Regions from separate parts of the Oryctolagus cuniculus genome. Here regions 2 and 3 are each linked to region 1. A link is a contact called in public Hi-C and Micro-C data. All regions are on one chromosome and are shown on one strand. The core of a region is the stretch at or near the end of the contact, and the rest is flanking DNA. Distances in the headings are between cores, read along the strand shown. Region 1 holds the start of PDE3B (phosphodiesterase 3B). Region 2 holds the start of CYP2R1 (cytochrome P450 family 2 subfamily R member 1). Region 3 holds the start of PSMA1 (proteasome 20S subunit alpha 1).

Evidence for each region. A called contact is a pair of places that touch in the nucleus more often than the background predicts.
Region 2: a contact with region 1 is called in a Micro-C map of ear pinna, with 4 times the contacts expected there. The contact joins the promoter of CYP2R1 here to the promoter of PDE3B in region 1. A contact is called at or near these places in 3 of 6 Hi-C or Micro-C datasets (ear pinna, skin fibroblasts and an unstated tissue).
Region 3: a contact with region 1 is called in a Hi-C map of an unstated tissue, with 2.4 times the contacts expected there. The contact joins the promoter of PSMA1 here to the promoter of PDE3B in region 1. A contact is called at or near these places in 3 of 6 Hi-C or Micro-C datasets (liver, skin fibroblasts and an unstated tissue).

The regions. Positions count from the first base shown.
Region 1 is chr1:51,563,034-51,567,399 of mOryCun1.1, reverse strand. It overlaps PDE3B (phosphodiesterase 3B), which reads left to right and starts at 1,982. Exons shown (of 16, transcript XM_002708827.5): 1 at 1,982-3,322. The coding sequence starts at 2,354.
Region 2 is chr1:51,342,512-51,346,877 of mOryCun1.1, reverse strand. CYP2R1 (cytochrome P450 family 2 subfamily R member 1) reads right to left here and starts at 2,374. Exons shown (of 5, transcript XM_002708828.5): 1 at 2,073-2,374. The coding sequence starts at 2,297.
Region 3 is chr1:51,702,518-51,706,883 of mOryCun1.1, reverse strand. PSMA1 (proteasome 20S subunit alpha 1) reads right to left here and starts at 2,646. Exons shown (of 10, transcript XM_002708826.5): 1 at 2,250-2,646; 2 at 1,069-1,113; 3 at 700-801; 4 at 481-584. The coding sequence starts at 2,252. LOC127492353 (a long non-coding RNA gene) reads left to right here and starts at 2,403. Exons shown (of 3, transcript XR_011388330.1): 1 at 2,403-2,540; 2 at 2,891-2,988; 3 at 4,017-4,096.

The DNA.
Region 1 (4,366 bases), core at 733-3,232:
GTTAAGCTATTGGTTGGGGTGTCTGCTCCCAATTACATCTTCCTGTTAATGTGCACTCCTAGAGGTCAGTGAGTGATGGTTCAAGTACTTGGGTCCTTGGCACTCATGTACAGCTGAAATGAGTTCCCCGGTTTTGGGGCACTTAAGGAGTAAATTAGCAGGTGGGAGTCACTCTCTGCCTCTCAAATTTAATAAATAAAAATTTTAAAGTTTCATACTCAGTCTTCATCTGGTGTTAGTGAGGTTTATACATGTTATTGTCATAGTGGAAGAAAGCTTTGATGGACTCTTTTTTTTTTTTTTTTTTTGACAGGCAGAGTGGACAGTGAGAGAGACAGAGAGAGAGAAAGTTCTTCCTTTGCCGTTGGTTCACCCTCCAATGGCTGCTGCGGCTGGTGCGCTGCGGCCCGCGCACTGCACTGATCCGAAGCCAGGAGCCAGGTGCTTCTCCTGGTCTCCCATGGGGTGCAGGGCCCAAGCACTTGGGCCATCCTCCACTGCACTCCTAGGCCACAGCAGAGAGCTGGCCTGGAAGAGGGGCAACTGGGACAGAATCTGCCGCCCCGACGGGACTAGAAACTGGTGTGCCAGCGCCGCAAGGTGGAGGATTAGTCTATTGAGCCGAAGCACCGGCCCTTGATGGACTCTTTACCTTTTAGGAAAGCATTTGGTTTATAAATTAGAAAACTATTTTTTTCTTTTATTCAATGTATAGAAAAGGAAAGGAAGCTGGTAATTGTTTTTGTTTGTATGCGTGTCTCTTGATCAAATTCTTGAGCTAATTTCACAGTGATTTCTGCTATGTATGTGAACTCTGACCATATATGAAAATGGTGTGTTAGGTCATGGCTGTGGGCAGAGATTAATTGGTGAAAAATGGGCCTGTTTGTGGGATTTACCACACAGTAAGGTTTCTCATCTCCCTGGAAAAATGTGGAATTAGCTTTTTGAGAAATGCAGTTCTGTCATGAGGCTGGAGGGAGTTTCGGTGGAGGGAAACACAGTTCACCCTCTAAGGCAGTTATGATTGGTGCGATTCCAGAGCAGTCCCTTTGGTACTGCAACGTTCTTCTCACTTTGAAGTCAGCATTTCCTAACGTTGCTAGTTTCACCACTACTTTACAGATAGCATCTTACTTGGCTTTTGAAGGGCAATGGATCACAGCTGAGGAGTGGTCTTGGCGAGAACACCTAATGTTCCTATCCCCCCTCTCTAGAACTTGCTGTTATAGTGAAAAAGCTTTCAATTTGGAAAGGACATTTGCAACAGCAAATCTTACAGGCCATGTTAGAGGGGAACTAGACTGACCATTGCGTATGTATGGCAAGGGTGGAAGGTGGAGGACGTGACGTCAGTTCCTTGCCTGTGAAGCAAGATTTGGATGTTTCCAGAGTGCCCGCCACGTGCACCCTCCCTAAGGGCCACTGCAGGGATTTTGGGCCTGCTGCGTGGCTCAAGGAAACACGTTGCAGCTGGGGCCATACCTACCCACCGTGATTAGAGGTTCTGGGTTGTGGCCTTGGTGATGACGGGCCCTCACTTGGTCACAGCTCTGCTCACACAGTCCCAGGGCCCACCCCGAACTGGGCTGAGGTTAGAGGCAGCCCCTCCCACTCTGGGCTCGGTATCCCCACTAGGCACTCCTTTTGGGGATCACAAACGTCCTCTCTTTCCCCAAGACCCCAGTGGTGACCTGTCGGAGCCTGGCTAGACACCTCTGACTTCCCCTCAAAACACCCTGCGTGTCTGGGGTCCCAGGTTGGCGGGTTTGCCCTTCCCATCCGATGACGACCCCGTCGTCTCTCCCAGCCCCAGCCGGCCCCCGGACTACCACGGCCGCACTCTCCTGCCCCACACTCACACACTCGGCGGGGTCCCGATCTCGCGTCCCTGTTGGTGGCGGCGGGCGCCGGTGCTGGCGGGCCAGACGCGGGCGCGCGCGGACGGCGGGCAGGGCGCGTGCCCGGCCGGAGCTGCCGCGGGGGAGGAGCGCCCGCTTGCCGCTCGCGCGCCCAACGGACCAGGCTGGGGCCGTGAGGTTAACTGTTGCAGCCAACGGGAGCTGGGAGGCGACACCGAGTCTTCAGTCCCCAGAGTTGCCCGAGGGAAAAGGAGACGGCAGCCGACGCGGTCCCGGAGAGAAGCCCCTTCCGCCGCTCTCCTGAGCCAGCATGTCGCGGACTCTGTCGCTCCTCGGCCCGCGCGGCGGAGACCCCGGGCCGCGGCGACGGGCGCAGCTCTGACGCGCTACGAGCCGGGGGGCGCCCAGAACTCGGTGGCGGGGGTCCGGGAGCGCGAGCGGCTGTCTGCAGTCCGAGCTGGGCGTGCTGAGCCCCGCGGCCACCCCTGGCCATGAGGGGAGAGGAGCGAGACGCCAAAGCCATGCGGTACCCGCAGCCGCCGGACGGGGCCGGCTCGCCCCCCGGGAGTCTGAGGAACGGCTACGTGAAGAGCTGCGTGAGCCCCTTGCGGCAGGACCCTCCGCGCGGCTTCTTATTCCACCTCTGCCGCTTCTGCAACGTGGAGCTGCCGCCGCCGGCGCCGGCCTCTCCCCAGCAGCCGCGGCACGGCTCCCGCTTCTCCCGGGCGCGCCTCTCGCTGGGCGCCCTGGCCGCCTTTGTCCTCGCCGGGCTGCTCGGCGCGGGGCCCGAGAGCTGGGTTACCGGGGCCGCCCAGCTGCGGACGCTGCTGAGCGTGTGCTCGCATAGCCTCAGCCCCCTCTTCAGCATCGCCTGTGCCTTCTTCTTCCTCACCTGCTTCCTGACTCGGACCCAGCGGGGCCCCGACCTGGGCCCAGGCGGCGGCTCCTGGTGGGTGCTTGCGCTGCCCGCCTGCTGTTACCTGGGGGACCTCTTGGGGTGGCCGTGGTGGTCCTGGCCGTGGGGGGCCGAGACCCCCGGCCCGCACGCGCCCCCAGCGGTGGCGGGCAGGTTGGTGTTGGTGCTGAGCTGTGTGGGTTTGCTGACGCTCGCACAGCCTGCGAGGCTCCGCCACAGCATCCCGGCGCTGCTGCTCTTCGCCAGCTGCGTCTGGTGGGTCTCCGTCACCAGCCTGGGCTCGCTGCCTTCGGTCCTTCGGCCGCTGCTCTCTTGCCTGGTCGGGAGCGCAGGCTGTCTGCTGGCCCTGGGGTTGGATCACTTCTTTCAGATCAGGGAAGCGCCTCTCCATCCTCGGCTGGCCAGCGCCGTGGACGAAAAAGTGCCTGTGATACGACCCCGGCGGAGGTCCAGCTGCGTTTCGCTGGGAGAGAGCGGCGCCAGTTACTATGGCAGTGGCAAGATGTTCCGCCGACCGTCGTTGCCTTGTATTTCCAGAGAGCAGGTATGTTGGCCCGGGAGTCGGGGCCGCCCGGGGGCGAGCGCGCCGTCGGCCTTGGCGCTGCGGTGCGCGAGTGCAGGGAGCGTCTTGGAAGTGGGAGCAAAGGGGAGGAAGTCATGTTTTATCCTGGAAGGGATTCCTCAATTACAGGAAGCGTTTGCAGAACGCAGAAGCAAGTTTTGTCCTTTGAGTGGCCCTGAAATAGCCCCCTAAGCAGGCTGCATTTTAAGCGACTTTGTGTATGTAATGGGGGTGGGGGGGCTGCTTCTCAGAGGAATGAGGCGGGCACGCTCTTGTTTGGTGCCAGTATCACTTTGCTGGTGGTATCTGCCCCAGCGGAGCGTGCGGCCTTCAGCCTGAGGGGAGACTGTGGGAGTTTTCGCCAGTGATGATAATCGAGGGGGGAATCTGAGAGCGTCACCTGGAAAGAACAGTTTGGAACTGAGACTCAGTCGTTCAGACAGAAAGCCAGCCATATAGCCTGCTAGAGTTGTGTGAGTGTGTGTGTGTGTGTGTGTGTATTTTTTCAACACTAACTCACTGTGTTGTGTGTATTTGTTGCAAAATTAGGGTAATTTTTAACAGCTTAAGCTTAGTAATGTCTGGAAAGTTGTCAAAAGCGTTTTTTTTTTCTTCAGAGACTTAAAATTTTTGTAAAGAATTGAAATCATCAGGGAATGAACTTATGTCTTTATATAGCATTGGGAGATTTACCTGTTCGACATCACCACAAGGTTCAGTAAGCATAGTTAATATTCACTAAGCTCAGTGGAAAATGCTTTACATATGTTGTCTCAAATCCTCACAGGCATCATGCTTGGTAGATGACATTAGCCTCAGTTTAGAGGTGAGTGAATTGCAGCTTTTAGAGACTACCCAACTTCACACATCTAGTAAGTGGTAGTCCTGGGGGTTTGATTACAATATTGAGTTCTCAGTGTTGTGTTCTGTGAAACTAAAAGGGTAAGTGTAGGAGTGTTTACCATTTTTTTCCAGAATTTTTTGATTAGTGGCATGTTTTACACTGGGACCCAGTATGTTGGAAAC
Region 2 (4,366 bases), core at 1,125-3,624, 220 kb after region 1:
ATAAAGGAGAACTGAATTCATAGGCTGTATAAAAGTTGATGTTAAAGTAACTGTCATAAGCAATTGTAAAGTCCAGGTATTTTTTTATAAGCACACATATAAAATTATAAAGACAATGGAAAAATAAGATTCTATTTACAAACATGTCCTGTAAACTTTTCACAGCTTCCAAAAATATAGGTGGTAATATTCTCCTTCTACCTCAACAAAAGGTATGGTATTTTACAACTTATATAAACTTTGAGGTTTTGGCAGAATTGGGAAATATCTCCAAGATAACAGAAGACTTTTAGGGTTGCTTCATAATCAGGGTAAGGATCAAATGCTTCTGTAGCTTAAAGAGTTAATATTTGGGGACCAGCATTGTGGCCCAAGGGATAAAGCTGCCACCTGCAAGGCTAGCATTCCACATGGGCACTGACCCGTGTCCTGGTTGCTCCACTTCCAGTTCAGCTCCCTGCAAATGACCTGAGAAAAGCAGCAGAAGATGGTGCACGTGCTGGGCCCCTGCCACCCATGTGGAAGACCCAGATGAAGCTCCACGTGGGTGGCAGAGGCCCAAGCACATGGACCATCTTCTGCTTTCCCAGGTGCTTTAGCAGGAAGCTGGATCTGAAGTAGAGCAGCCAGGACTTGAACTGATGCCCATTTGGGATGGTGGCACTGCAGGTGTTGGCCTTATCCACTATACCACAGTGCTGGCCCCTAAATAAATCTTTAAAAAAAGTTAATGTTTGCTGGTTATCAAATTTAACTGTAAGGTAGAGTCAGGCAAACACTGGCTACTCTTCAATGTGTAAATAGTTTCAATTTTTCTAAGAATTATTTCAGGTTTCTACAGTTCAACAGTGATTTGCATTACTAAAGGGAACCTGGTTTAATATATTTGATCTCTTTGATTTGTTATGTTTCCACATCTTGTGATTTCTCCATAATATCATGCTGCTTTGTGACAAACATATCAAAGAGATCAAATATATTAAACAGAAATCATGGAAATAAACTCTGGAGAATGGGGGAGGGTAGATAAAACTTAAGAATTATATATATTTTCTTGATCGATGTCCAGGTTCCCTTTAGCAATGCCAACCACTATTGAGCTGCAGAAGCCTGAAATAATTCTTAGACAAATTGATTTAAGTAAGGATTTAAGCACTAACCTGAAATATAATTGCCATACAGCCTTTAACCACAGTTTATCGCTGGAATTCGTTTTCTCTCTCCCTCTGGACTGTTAACTCCCTTCTGGACACTTCGGCCTTTTGAGATAAGGGCACCCTTCCAAACACAAGCACTGTGTTCCTGTCTTTTTCGGGGTGGGGGGTGTCATTCAGTTTTTCTATGTGAAAATGGGGAAAACTTGAAACACCTACCTCACCAGGTGGCTGTGAGATTTAAATGAGTCAACAAGTTGTTCGAGAGAGCAGCACACAGGTGGCACCTTATAAGTACATGCTCTAAGGGCGTTCCTGGCCAATCTGAACCTCGCTCACGCAGGGCTGCAGGGCTCCCGCGCTGTTTTGCGTCATTAGTTCTACGCACGCTTTTCCTATTAACCACAGCCCGCTTCTTGGCGGGACGTTCACTCCATTCTACTTTGAATCCTCACAGCAAACGCTTACACCACTTGTTAGTCAATAGCAAGCCTCGAAGAACCTCCCATAACCATTAACTATAACCAGGCCCCAGAATTCAGGCTGCCGCTACTTTTTGCTCAAGCCAAGCAGTGAACTCTAACCTGCGGGCGATCAAGGCCCGCAGCCTGCGCCCGGCCTACCCGAGAACCACACTGCGCAGGCCCGGGAGCTCCGGGGCGCCGAGCGCGCGCTCCCCTCCGAAGCGAGGAACCCCGGCCCGGATCGCCTCAGAGCGCAGGCTGGAGTGGGGCGGCCCATTGGTGGAGGGGGTGGGCGAAGTGAGCGGGTTTTCCTCAGCAGAAGTTGCCAGCACACAGAAATCTCGGCTCCTCGAACCGGAACTGGCCTCCAGTCCAACCTACAGGGAGACCCAAGCCAGCCCGGAGGCCAGGACGGCGGCCCTCCCTGCTCGCGGCCCGGCGGTCGGGGCTGTACCTCGCCGTACACTTGGCTCTGCTTTCTCATGTAGACATGGGGAAGGTCGGCTGAGGCGGCCAGGGAGTAGATGTTGCCGATAAACGGTAGCCCCGGAGGCCCCGGGGGAAAGCCCACCGGCCGCCTCCGCTTCAGCAGCTGGCGTCCCCACAGTGCAAAGAGCAGTAGGAAGAGCGCGCCGCCCAGCGCCGCCGCGCACTCCTCAGCTCCCGAAGTTTCCCGCATCGGTCCGAGTTGGGGCCGCGTTCCCCTCTGTCAGGCTGGGACGGGGACGACCCCTTCAATCTTGCCACGTTCTCATTGGCCCAATTTCCTGAGGTACCGCCCTTGCTCCATGGCCATTGGTTACCTGAGTGTAGGGCGGTCCCCAGGGCAGCTACCGCATGGCTTTGCCCACTCAACTGCTTTCCGACCCTTTGGATTTGGCGGGGTTTAGGGGGAACCAAGCTGGCAGGACAACCTTCAAGGTTGGCACCAGGGCGTTGAGAACGCAATCACTGGAAGAATCCTGCCTGCCTCCTTGGATGGCCAGCCCTTTCTGAAGGAATCTTTCTAGTGTCAGGTCTACTTATTAAAGACTAGGAAAACTGAACTTCTGTGGGCTTTAGCTGAGCCTGATAATTTTCAGAATTTCCTTCCATTAGAGAGTGCACGCCTGTTCTGCTTTACTTACTCATCTATTTCTTTCCTCATGTTATGAGGCATTTTTGTTGCTGATCCTTTAAGAATTTTCATGAGTAAGCAATTGTTATGCAATTAACTCAGGTAACTTGTGTTTTCACTTCTCTGGTCCTGCCAAACTGGTTGCTGATTGGTAGTCACAGAGGTCTGTGTACGCTGCAGTTGCTCAGGGATAGTACTTAAGCTTTCTACCTATACTACCTAGAATTAAACAACCAATATTTCATATTATTCTTATCATTTCAGTTTCTGTTCTGTTTTTAATCAACACAGAACCTACAGAACTTGGGACTCTCTAAAAGCTGCCCTGTAATTATGATTTAACGTTGGTGGGAATTTTGTGGTCCTCATTAGCCTAGCTTTCATGAATACAGCACTTAGGCAGGTGTTAGGAAGGTGTCGTAAGCACTGAGATAGAGAGGTAAATAAGAGCAACAAAGCCCCTACAGGGTATATTTTATAGAGTCTCCACTTACAGAATAGCTACCGACTGCTTATTACAAATGCCTTATCTGTTATCCTTAGAGAGTCCTTAAAGTTCTTATTAATCGATTGTGAGAAACAACCTCACCCGTCCACTCAAAGGATGGATTCAGACAGGAAGTTCACCAAAGTGAGACTTTATTAATTATCTCACAAGACTGGGTGCCTAGTGGCCCAGCACACCCAGGGGTGGTTTATAGCAAGCTGTTCATTTTCTAGCACGCAGGTCTCTCCCCCTGTTCCTCACTGGCTGAGTAACTGTGGGGTTATGCTCTTGCCTGCATTTGTTTCAGCTGTTTTGGCCACTAACATCCTGTTTGCCTAAGAACTTTCAGATGCATGTAACCCAGATTTTAGCTAGTTACTTGTCTGCAAGCTCTTATGCCAGTTTGTTGTCTTCTCAGATTTAAAACCTTTGAAAATGAACCCAATGTTTATTTCTCACATCAATCAAGAAACTACTATCAGAATGGAAAAACAATAGTACAGGTTATTGCTAAACTTAGTCTCTACTGTTATAATGGCAGATGTGGGACCAGGATGCTGATGCCCAGGAATGGGGAGTATCACCGGCCAGACATGTGAGGTCAACCTTGCCTTCTCTGACATCATCAGGTTTGCAGAATCTGGCCTGACCACAGCAGTTATACAATACAGGCCCTCAATTCAGGAATGGCCACTTTCTGTCTTTTCAAAAAAGGTTCATTTTCATTCCAAAAATGTCATCTAATTAATTTAAAGGACCTCCCTTCTTTGGTGTTCTTTCCTTGGCAACATTAGCATAGGAAAGCTCAGAGTTGCCCCTCCCTCAGCCCCTGTCCGGCTAACAGCACTGTTGAGATGTGCTTCCTTGTCCATTAGGGGATATTTGGGTGGGGGTGGGTTTCTCAGGAATAACTAGACATCTTCAGAACACAGCTTTCCCAGTAACTATTCCTCATATTCATAGTGCTCAGCAAAGGGAAATAGTTGCTTGTGGTCCCTGTCCTTGCATTTACCCTTTCAGTGGTAGAAACTGATCAATAACATGTATTTGTGGCTTCTATAACTACAGGGATGTTTGCAGGAACCAGATGTAAAGGATTTCACTGTTTCATGCCAGAAACCCCATTTTCAGTATGCAAGATGGA
Region 3 (4,366 bases), core at 1,397-3,896, 140 kb before region 1:
ATATTCAGAAACTAACCCAATCCATTAAGATAGTCATAATATTAACTTATAAACATTCTGGCAGACAACTTCCCAACATAGTTTACCTCAGTCTTTTCATGATAAGTAAACAATTATGAGTCAGGGGCCAGTGCTGTGGTGCAGTGAGTTAAGGCCCTGGCCTGCAGTGCTGGCATCCCATATGGGCACTGGTTCAAGTTCTGGCTGCCCCACTTCCAGTCCAGCTCTCTGCTATGGCCTGGGAAAGCAGCAGACAATGGCCCAGGTCCTTGGGCCCCTACACCCATGTGGGAGAAGCTCCTGGATCCTGGCTTCAGATTGGCTCAGCTCTGGCTGTTGTGTCCATTTGACTAGTGAACCAACAGATGGAAGACTTCTCTTTTTGTCTCTACCTCTCTCTGTAACTCTTTCAGATAAATAAAATAAATCTTTAAAAAATATTATGAATCAGAGATGTTTGTTTTTCAAAATCATACTCACCATAACAGCCTAGCATCAGCAGTAAGCCCCGCAATTGAAATACCAATATGGTTGTCAACATGGAGAATTTTTTTCTGATGAGCTGCAAGCTCTGACTGTGCCCTCTAAATAGACATCATAAAAGATAAAAATAAGTTTAAAACTTTACTGCCTACACAGTGAAATTTTCATTTGATAATTTTGCTTTCTAAAGGAAGATATATTTATTGCTTTATTTACCTTCAATGCAACCAACACTGCATGGGTTTTTGATTTCAGACCAACTGTGGCTGAACCTTGCTTAACAGCTTCCATTGCATATTCAATTTGATGAATCCTGCCCTAAAGGGAAAAAAAACACATGTCTTAGAGTCACCTTAGAAGAGTTTCACAAATTAAGAATTAAGAGTCCTCAAACCTCAAGAGCACTGTTAAATCTCAAATGACTTTTTTTAAAACCAGAAAATGTATTGAATTATAAATTTAAGTTATGGGAGTGTCTAAAATGAATATATCCCATTTTCTCACAGTCTACAATCACACAACCTTCTAAACATATTGCAGCCATGAAAAAGCTCTTGAATGGAATAGTATGAAACATTATCTTACCTGAGGACTCCAAACAGTGACATCATTGTCATACTGGTTACGAAACTGAAAGTAAAAAAAAAGATCAAATTATTGTCAGAACCCTCCTCTTAATATTAAGAAATGTGTGATTTCATTACACATTAAAGTAACTGTTAAGGCAAACTCACTGGAAGATTACTACTATACTCAGTGGCAAGCCAAGTCTACAATTTCTATGAGCTGGGGAGGAAGGAACAGCTCTAAATGGGTCTCATCTTTCCAACTTTCTACCCAGCCACTCTCCATAGCGCTCCCTTTGGGTTCAACTATTGAAGTTTATATGCATCAAACTTTTTCTTTAAATGAGCTCAAATGTCTATCTCTTGAATTCTTCTCCCAAAACCCTCACAGCACGAAGTCCCACAGCTCTGTACACATCCTTTTCTATCTTAAAATTAAGGTTAGGGATATGTCTGATTATCTTTGAGCCTCCCCTGTACTTGCACTTTTGTACACATAAAATTTTTCTTTGTTACTTTGGGCTAGATACGAATAACTACGATACACTACTGTTTTAGACAATCTTCAAAAAGGCCTTTCACTACTTGGCAGAACAATCACAGGGGAGAGCGGACTGAACGCTGGACTCTTTGGCGTGGGACTTGAAGCCCACAGAACTACATTATAATCCTGAGTCCATCATTTCCCCTTTCAGGATAAGTTCACTCATTTGCAATCAGGTGACTGGACAAAGTGAAAGAGACCTTTTCTGATCGCGCCCTAGGGGGCTGATAAGTCGGACGGACCCACCAAGGAAAGGGACGCGATCTAAGGACACACACCCTGGGTCTAGACCGCCCCGGCGGTACAAGGCCGCCTCCGAGTCAAGTCCCGTCTCTCTATCGTCCAGAGCACGAGGGATCGTTTTGGACCTCTGGGAATCTACTCCGGTGAGGGAACTCGAGAGGCGGACTCGACCACTTCATCGAGGCCTTGAGAATAGCGAAATGCGCCGTGAGGAAAAGGCTGCACCGGCTACCGACCGCAGCTCGCCAGGCCAGGCCGGAGATGCTGAATCACTGCCGGAGCCCTCCCGCAGACTGGGGTTCCCATGCCCCGTGGCCTCGGGCCGCTCTAAGAACGGCAGGAGAATTGGTTCGCCATCCCCAAGTCACTGGGACCTCTGCCCTAAACCTTCGAAGGATCGGGACCCAACGCACCATGGTTCCGTCGCCGGCCTGGCTGCAGGACTCCTAGCGAAGGTGCGGAGTAAGGAACGCAGCCGAAACTACCGCTCGGCGATCTACAGAAAAGGCTGCGGGGTTTTGACGGCGGCAGCGCAGGGTAGATCAGTCTATTCCGGAGCTATCGATAGGTTTCCAGCGCTTCCTCGCGCCCTCCTGCGTGGGCGGGGCCCTGGGAGAAGGAGGAACTGAGATTGGCGGGAAACGTAGGCCCCGGAGTGCAGGCAGTGGCTAAACAGCAGCTCGTAGCCCGTCCTGGAGTCTCAGGTTCATCGTCCTCAGAGATTTGAGCTGTGTGTGTCTGAGAAGAACGAGGCTTCAGGAAAGGCCACAGAATAACGCCTGTTTATGTGTGTCAGCCATACTCTTCCTCGAGTATCTTGCTGGTGTGCGTTCTTTGCTTTGCACTTATGAATCCTCTGCCTTCCTTAAATCTCTTCTTCGAAGACCCTGATACCAGCAGCCCTTCATTTTTTATCACTGTTGTTTTCCTCCTCCGGACTTTGAACTACTGTCTTTCCATGCCCTCAGAACCAAGCAGACACCCGATAGATTAGATTAGGCCGCTGAGAATAAAAGGACTTTTTCTTCTGAATTATCTATTTTCTTTTCGAAAGGATCTTCTGGCAAATCCCCAAATGAACTAGTTTGAGACAGCTCTGAGCATAGCTGCCAATAACACCTACCAACTGGTAATTCTCTTTTTAAAGAAGAGGTGAGTGCCTAGATTAAGGTGACATTGGAGCTGAAAGCATCCCTTCGGGATGAGAGTTTTGCATGTACAAGAACTGGCTCAGGTGGTGTGGTCAGGTTCGCAGCAGTGTAGAATCACACTGTTTAGAAACCTTTGCATGTATGTGTTTGAACGCTTTCTTGTCTTCAACATTTTGCAGGTCAAACAAAGATGCCCTGGTATTCTGCATTCTGAACATATATTTACCCAGATCCCTATTGTTTGATATTTAGGTCCTTCCAAATAACTCACGAACTGTTTCCTATATATGTTTAACATCCATATTCTTTTCTTTTGAGTCAGTTCTAGGAAATGGAATTACAGGTTCAAATGAAATGTATAATTTTAAGGCTTTTCATGAAAAGAGCTAAATTGGCTTTTAGAAAAGTTTTACTGTTAGGTCCTCAACTGTAGTATATGGGGTTGCCCCCCTCAAATTTGCAACAATGGTTATTGTCATTTTTAAAGTAACAGATTAAATTAATAGTTCATCTTTTTGATGTACACATTCCTAGCATGTATGAAGTGCTTAATAAATATTGGCGAAGGGAATAAAGAATGTTGAATGAGTGACTAAATGCCCATTTAAAAATTGTCATGTAACATATTTATGGTTATGTGTTGCATACAAATCTGTCAGTTCTTTTACATATAAAATTATATTAAACTATTTTTAATACTATTAAAAAGTTATAGCCATTTTGTTTTCATAAATATTTCTGAAATATTTATGAAATGTCTATTATATTTTCAGTAGTTGTATAGTGTTCTATTGTGTGGAAATGAGATAATTTACCTTACTATTGGTGAGCAATTAGATTCTTTCCAAATTTTTGCTATTATAAAAATACCATAATGATGATTATACATTATTTGGTGTACTTTCCTGATTACCTCCTTATGATGAATTCATAGAAGTAGAATTGTGGGGTCAGAGGGAATGCACATTTGTAGTTAAGATTTATATGGCTAAGTTGCAAAAAAATATTATATCTGTTTACATTCTACAGTGCCTGAGAATCCTCTTTCATTGTACCCTCACCAACATTGGATATTGTGAGTACACTGTGCAGTTATCAAGTTGATAGGCAGGGAAAAAAAAAAAAAAAAACCTCTTGCTTTAATTTTCTTTGTAGTTTTTGATTACTAGTAAAAAATCTTTTAATGTATTTCCTGCTGTTTGTTATGTTAGTAAACTGTACTTCATTCTTTTCTCAATTTATTATTACGTTACTCATTTTCTCATTCATTTGTTGGCACTCCCTGTCAATAGGGATGGTAACCTCTTATTAGGTTACTTTTTTTTTAATATTTTATTTATTTATTTGAGAGGTAGAGTTAGAGACAGTGAGAGAGACAG